2 separate regions of the Sus scrofa genome follow, and region 2 is linked to region 1. A link is a contact called in public promoter capture Hi-C data. All regions are on one chromosome and are shown on one strand. The core of a region is the stretch at or near the end of the contact, and the rest is flanking DNA. Distances in the headings are between cores, read along the strand shown. Region 1 holds the start of ARF6 (ADP ribosylation factor 6). Region 2 holds the start of ATL1 (atlastin-1).

What was found. Promoter capture Hi-C pulls out the DNA fragments that hold promoters and counts their contacts.
Region 2: a promoter capture Hi-C map of fetal liver shows a contact between it and region 1, with 2.7 times the contacts expected there. The contact joins the promoter of ATL1 here to the promoter of ARF6 in region 1. A contact is called at or near these places in 1 of 5 promoter capture datasets (fetal liver) and 3 of 47 Hi-C or Micro-C datasets (embryonic fibroblasts, liver and mesenteric adipose tissue).

What each region holds. Positions count from the first base shown.
Region 1 is chr1:179,712,344-179,715,738 of Sscrofa11.1, forward strand. ARF6 (ADP ribosylation factor 6) reads left to right here and starts at 1,694. Exons shown (of 1, transcript NM_001078677.1): 1 at 1,694-2,221. The coding sequence starts at 1,694. The coding sequence ends at 2,221.
Region 2 is chr1:180,297,251-180,300,698 of Sscrofa11.1, forward strand. It overlaps ATL1 (atlastin-1), which reads left to right and starts at 2,184. Exons shown (of 15, transcript XM_021101558.1): 1 at 2,184-2,417. MAP4K5 (mitogen-activated protein kinase kinase kinase kinase 5) reads right to left here and starts at 2,241. Exons shown (of 33, transcript XM_021101533.1): 1 at 1,954-2,241; 2 at 1,527-1,743. The coding sequence starts at 1,634.

The DNA of each region.
Region 1 (3,395 bases), core at 444-2,943:
AAAAAAAAACAAACACGCTATTTTCCTGTTTTTCCTCCTTTTGGTTTATTTCAAGCTTTCTTCATATTTGAACTTTATCACTAATCATTTGATACAAAGAGGGTTCCCTTTCTACAAACATTATACGTATAATAATAAAAGCCCTCAAGTGGGCTTCTAGACAGTGGGGTCAGAATTACACTCAGTTTACGCATGAGATCAACTCGATAAGGTCAAATGTCCGAATCCAGGCGTCAGAAGTAGTTTTTCCTATTCTAAATCCAACGCTAAGATTATATAGACGAGGCTGCTGAAAATTAAGAATGAGAAACTACTACTAATCACAGTAAAAGATATTTAAAAAGGAAAAGCATGGGAAGTCTTGAAAATACTGTAATTTTTAAGAAACGTGGATTGCTCCTGACGGCTCAAACACTCAAAAGACGGGCTTTAGAGGAAACCCAAACCCAGTAAACGCGCCGCACTGAACGGCAAATCCCACGGGAACCACTGGCCTCCCACGTGTCTCTCAGGAAATGCACAAAACGAAGGAAAAAGAAAGCCAAAGGGAGTTGGGTGAAAGGTTTAAAACAGCAGATAGGGATTCACAGGGAGATGGAGGGCACACGAAGCCTGGGGTGGGCAAGAGAGAACTCGCAGAGCATCTGGCAGGCGCCGAGGACGGAGAAGAGGCCTGGAAGCAAAGCAGGGGGAGGCTTTCATCTGGAGAGCGGGCGGCCAACGGGCCCCACCCAGTGGATCTGCTTCTCAGGTTCCAATGGGGGCGGAGGAGGAGAGCGCGCGGAAGAGAAAAGCAGAGAGGGGAGAAGACGCTAGAATAGCTACAGGTGGGCGCGGGTCAGAGCCCGGGCTGCGCGGGAGCAGGGCTGGCCCCACCTGGGAGCCTCCGAGCCGCCGTAGCCCCGCCCCTCCGCGCGTGGCGCCCCTGACGCTTGGCGCGCAGGCCGCTCTCCTTACAGAGGTCGCTCTTGTCCCGAACGGTCGGCCTCTGCTGCGCCTGCGTCGTCGGGAGGGGAAGTGAGGCGGTTTCCTCGGCGCCTTTTCCGGCGGCGGCGGCGGTAGAACTGGGAGGAGGCGGTGGAGGCCGGAGGGAGCCCGCGCTCTGGGCGGCGGCTGGAGGTAACCTCCTGGGCTGAGCTGGAAAGGCGGGCTCCTTCGGCCTCCGCTCTCTTCTGGGGCTCCCGCAGTAACTCCCTTTTTCCTCTCTGTGTTTCTGCAGGCAGCGCACCGAGTTCCCGCGAGGATCAATGACCCGACGGGGCGCCGGAGCCGCTCTGCTCTCGTGTGGCCTGGGTCAGTGGTGAGCGCGGTGCTCCGCGGACCGGAGGCCGGGCCGAAGGGCCGCAGTCTCCCGCGGCGGAGTGAGGTGAAGGCGGCCGAGCAGGAGCCGGCGGCGGCGCTTGTACGGCGCCTGCGGGGGGAAGGGCAGTTCCGGGCCGGGCCGCGCCTCAGCAGGGCGGCGGCTCTCCCAACGCAGACTCAGGCCGCGGCGACGGGAGGAATCAAGTTGTGTGGTCGGTGATGCCCGAGTGAGCTACGGGCCCGGGCCTCTGCCCTGAGGAGGCAACTCCCACGCAGGCCGCACGGGCCCCCTCGCGACTGGGAAGCTCCGTTTCGGTTTCGCGGCGGCGGCGGCGTTGTTGGAGGGGACCCGGGACACCTGAATGCCCCCGGCCCCGGTTCCTCCGAAGCGATGGGGAAGGTGCTATCTAAGATCTTCGGGAACAAGGAAATGCGAATCCTCATGTTGGGCCTGGACGCGGCCGGCAAGACAACCATCCTGTACAAGTTGAAGCTGGGCCAGTCGGTGACCACCATCCCCACCGTGGGTTTCAACGTGGAGACGGTGACTTACAAAAACGTCAAGTTCAACGTATGGGATGTGGGCGGCCAGGACAAGATCCGGCCGCTCTGGCGGCATTACTACACCGGGACCCAGGGTCTGATCTTCGTAGTGGACTGCGCCGACCGCGACCGCATAGACGAGGCCCGCCAGGAGCTACACCGCATTATCAATGACCGGGAGATGAGGGACGCCATAATCCTCATCTTCGCCAACAAGCAGGACCTGCCTGATGCCATGAAACCCCACGAGATCCAGGAGAAACTGGGCCTGACCCGGATTCGGGACAGGAACTGGTATGTGCAGCCCTCCTGTGCCACCTCGGGGGACGGACTCTATGAGGGGCTCACATGGTTAACCTCTAACTACAAATCCTAATGAGCATTCTCCACCCATCCCCCAGAAGGAGAGAAATCAAAAACCCATTCATAGGATTATCGCCACCATCACCTCTTTGAATTGCCACTTTCTCTTCTTTTGAATTTGAACTTTGGAGTTACAGTTCTACGGTTTGGGGGAGGGGGTTAGGGGGTTTCTTTTTTGTTTCTTTTCTTTTTCTTTCTTTCTTTTTTTTTTTTTGGCTTTGCGTTAGGATGCTCTGAGCTGACTTTTGACACGAACACAAAGTACTTAGATACTCTCGTTGACTTCCAGCAAATGGGATGGGGGAAATACAGCAGTTCTTGATAAATTCCTTTATAATAATGGTTTGATTTTTTTATTTCGAGAGAATCTTCTTTTCCAATGTATGCTTTTTTCCTTTTTGCCCAGTTTCCTTATCACTTGCTGTAGATGGCTTATTTTGCATTCATGCAGACTATGTTGCAAGTCTGTTTCATCTAGTAAACTGAAAATTATTGCTTAATCAAACTGCCGTTTGTCTTTTATATTTAAGGCCTTTTCCCCCTCCCTTATGAATTCCAACTTAGTAAATTCAAATGTGACCTTTTATATCTAAGACCAGTATAGTAAACTTAGCCCACAGGGGCAAATAATGAGTAATATCATTGTAATATGTTCCAGTTGCACATCAGTATGTTAAAACAGGTAATGTAAGTTCTTTGAAATGTCAGCTTTTAAGTTCTGAAACATACATCATGCATGAGTAAGGATAAAACTCAAGTTCCCCTTTACAGAGCTAACTTACAGTGCATAAAAATATGAAAATGTAACCAGTCAAGGACACAGATTTTTTTTTTCACTGCAAAGTTAGCAACTTTGCTGTGTTTTCCCTCTTTTTTAACTTTAAAAACAGACTCTTCCAGAAAATGGAGCAATAATGTTGTATGCCATATACAAAAGAAATATTTGTAGATATTTTAAGTGACTTTTGGGCAAAACTGGAATATATCTTTTACTATGTTTCAAATGTCTAAGACCAATCATATTAAAATTACCAGAATGTTTACTTTGTTCATTAATAAAGCATTTAACAATTCAAGTTATATGCACCTTTTACCTAGTTGGAAAGAAAAACATTCCTGTTTCCACATTACAGCAACTGAATAAGCTGAAGATATCTTTTTTTAATAGACGAGTGATTCTTATCTCC
Region 2 (3,448 bases), core at 934-3,433, 590 kb after region 1:
CTTGCAGTGGGGAGGAGAGAAAAATACAAGAACTAAAATTCAGACTATTATGTTATTAACATGAAATGAATTGAGCCAGTCTAACACATAGTGAATCATAAGACGAAGATGACTAAAAAGTGGGACTGAGAAAGCAGACAGGAATTTCAATTTTTTAAAGAGCATTCCACAAAATGACTAATCCATGGATAAACAAGTAAGAGTTAACTACCTCTAATTTTATATAAAGAAGATTATTGTAATTACCCACTCTGAATTAAAATTATTCACACGGCAAAAACTGGAACCTTCCTCTCACAATTCAGCATCCCATACTAGAACAGTGTCTAGTACAGAAGATTCAAATGCTGTTTTAAAGGATAAAAAGCCTATCCATTACAGTGCATCTCAACAGACTCAAACAGTGCTAGAGCTGTCATAACCCAACCTTGAATTGTTACTATTAACAGAGAGGATATTAAAAATAGAAGTTAGGAAGAAGGGATATTTTCCTTCCATATTACCACCTGTACAAAAACAACATACCCCAGAGGAGTGTTCTGGTTAATTACCCAAGGCTATTTCAGCTATATGCAGGAGTGTTGTTTAGAATAATGGGATACATGACATGATCAAATACAATAAACAAAGCTTTTGCAAAATCAAAGGCAAGTTCCCTTAACATACCCATATGAGTTACATTAATGCTCCCTTTTTGGAACAGAGAACAAAAAAGCATAAGGCAATCTGAAACAATCTCTTTCCTCTTGATCCTTCAAGAACTCGGTGGATTTCGGGAACTGGGTTTGCTTGCCTGTGACTTTTTTTTTTTTTTTTTTTCAAACTAAGAGTAACTCATTCCCATCATTTGTCTCAAATAAAGCAAAAGAGCACAATTAAAAAGACAGCTGCTCTTAACTATTCTGGGTCATGGGATGTTATCAATCCCAGAGAGAGGAATTGCCAAAGAAGAATTAGAAAATCATCATCAGATACAAATGCCAAAACTTCTACCAGGAAAAGCATTGTTCTGCATAGGATAATGTTTGTGCACACATCACTTTGACCCAGCATTAGACTACTTACAGTTAAAATTGAGAGACTGGGGTTTCAAAGGACTTTTTAAAACAGCATCATCCATCAAAAAGTTTTTTGTGAAAATGTGAGAACGTCAATATATTTCCTTGTCTACTGTCTTCCAGGAAGCATTTTTTCCATGTTAAGACAAGAATATCCTCAAGCGCAACTCCATAAGCAGATTCGAACTTTCTTGGATACCATAAATAAGCATTAAAAAGCCTTTATACCACACACACGCACAAAAAAAGTACAACGGTGGTTCGCAAAGGTGTAGTTAGTTCTGCTTGTTGGAGCGATCAGTGCAAGCATGGATTAGAAGGCGCTCCGAATGGAGTAAATGGGACCCGGCCGCGGCATCTCCAAGATGCAACAACAAAAGCATCCTCCTTCCTTCTCACACTTCCTCAGAAAGTGGCCCTATTCCCGGGAGCCAGCGGACCGCAGGAAAAGAGCCTGGCCTGCCTCACCTTATAGACGTCCCCGTAGGTGCCGCTGCCGACCCTCTGAACGAGCTCGTAGTCTTGCTGCGGGTTCCGCCTCAGGATGTCCGCGGCAGGCCGCAGAGGGGCCTCCATCTTCGTTCAGGGCCCGGCCCCCGCCGGCTGTGCCCGCGGCGCCCCGATTCCCGCTAACGAGGACGAGCGGCGCCGCTTCCCAACATGGAGCCTCTGCCCGCAGCTCCGCCTGCACGAGGGACGAGCAGAGGCTGCAACCCCGAGCGGCCCAGTCCCGTCCTTTCCGCCCCAGCGGGAGCCGCTACCAGCGGGCCTGGAAGGGGTCCCCAGCGCCCCGCCGCTGCCGTGTTCCGGCCGCGGCCCTTCCCCCTCCCTGACCGCCCGCGAACTGTCGGGCCGGATTCTGCCCGCCCGCCGGGGCCCGGGGCCGGCTCGGTACCTGAGGGGGGCGGCCCCGCTCTTTGTTGAGCGCCGCGCCCAGGACCTACTTCCCCGCCGGCGCCTGCGTCTTGATTCCCGGCGCCCGCCGGCCCTCCAAGTCCAGCTGTGCTGCCGCCGCTGCCTTTCGCTGCACCGCACGTCCTCTCGCGGGCGGCGGAGGCGCGTACCGTCGCCGCCGCCGCCGCACCACGTTCCCCACCCGGGGCTGCGTCACCGGGAGACACGTTCCCGGCCAGCGTGGGTCGGCGCCCAGCGTCCCGCCCGAGCGCGCCGGCCGCGAGACCAGAGTGCCGCCCTGAGGCCTGCTCGGGACACGACACTCTCCCGGCCGGGCCGCCGCGCCCCCCTGGCCCGGAGCGTCCTTTCCTGAGCCGGGCTCTGCTCCCCACTCTGGGGGTCACGGACGCCCCCGGGCATTCTTGGGCTGACGCGCCTCCGCTAAACCGCTCCCAGCTTTGTCAGGTAAACCTGGAGGGTGGCGGGTAGAGTAGTAGGGTGGGCACGAGGGCGATGGGAACGCAGCCCTCCCAGTTGAGAAAATGGTTCGTTGAGGGCACTGAGCCAGAAGTAATCTGGCAATGGGGCGCCCGGGAGGGAGGTGGGGGAGTGCCAGATTAACTAAGTCGCGGCACACCCAACTGCACCTTCCTGTTTTGCAAACCATTCCCAGTGGTACCAGTTTGAGGCTGCACTGCACACCTGCGCAACCTGTCTTCCACTAAGTTTTCCCAAGACATTTCCGAAAGTCGGAATTCCTAGGAAGTCTATGTGGTTCTTATCCCTGTTGGGCACACGCAGTGTCTCAGCGCAGGTATTGTTCCTTTAATTGGGTCGGGAGTTCTGCAGCAGCTGAAAATCAGGGACCACAACCTGGTTCTGACTCTACCACTTACTCAGTATGTGATCTGGGACAAAAAAGACATCCTATTTGGCAATATCTCCACATCCTTATCTGCAGCTTGAAGAGGGTAGGGTTTTGCATCCGACACCTGAGAAAGTGTTTATAAGGCATTTTACAAGATTGTAAAGGGCGTTATCAAATATAAAAGGCTTTTTAACATACTTCACAATGCACAGAATATGAAACAGGAGTTTAGGGAAGTAATTTGGCTGAATATTTCACAAGCTGTTTTGTAGTTTCACTTCCAGTCTTGTTCCAAGGTAGAAATAAGGTTGCCAGATTGATTTTGTTTGTAGAGCCCAATGAAGGTTTTGAACAAAAAAATTCAGCTAACACTTGACCAATCCATTTAGTGACTGAAAAATCACAAAAGAGCAAGTCACAGATGCTGGCCTGTAGCTTTGAACATCCAATTCATTCCATTCTCGGGCAATATATCCCTTATTGTTGATCATTGTAATCAGTTTGGTAATGTACAAATTAACTTCACACCTTAGCTGTACAGGGAATATATGTATTTTTTTGTGTTCCATGCACAAAGAGCACTTATTTAGGGAACATAAGTAAGCTCAGACTTACATGCTCTATGGAC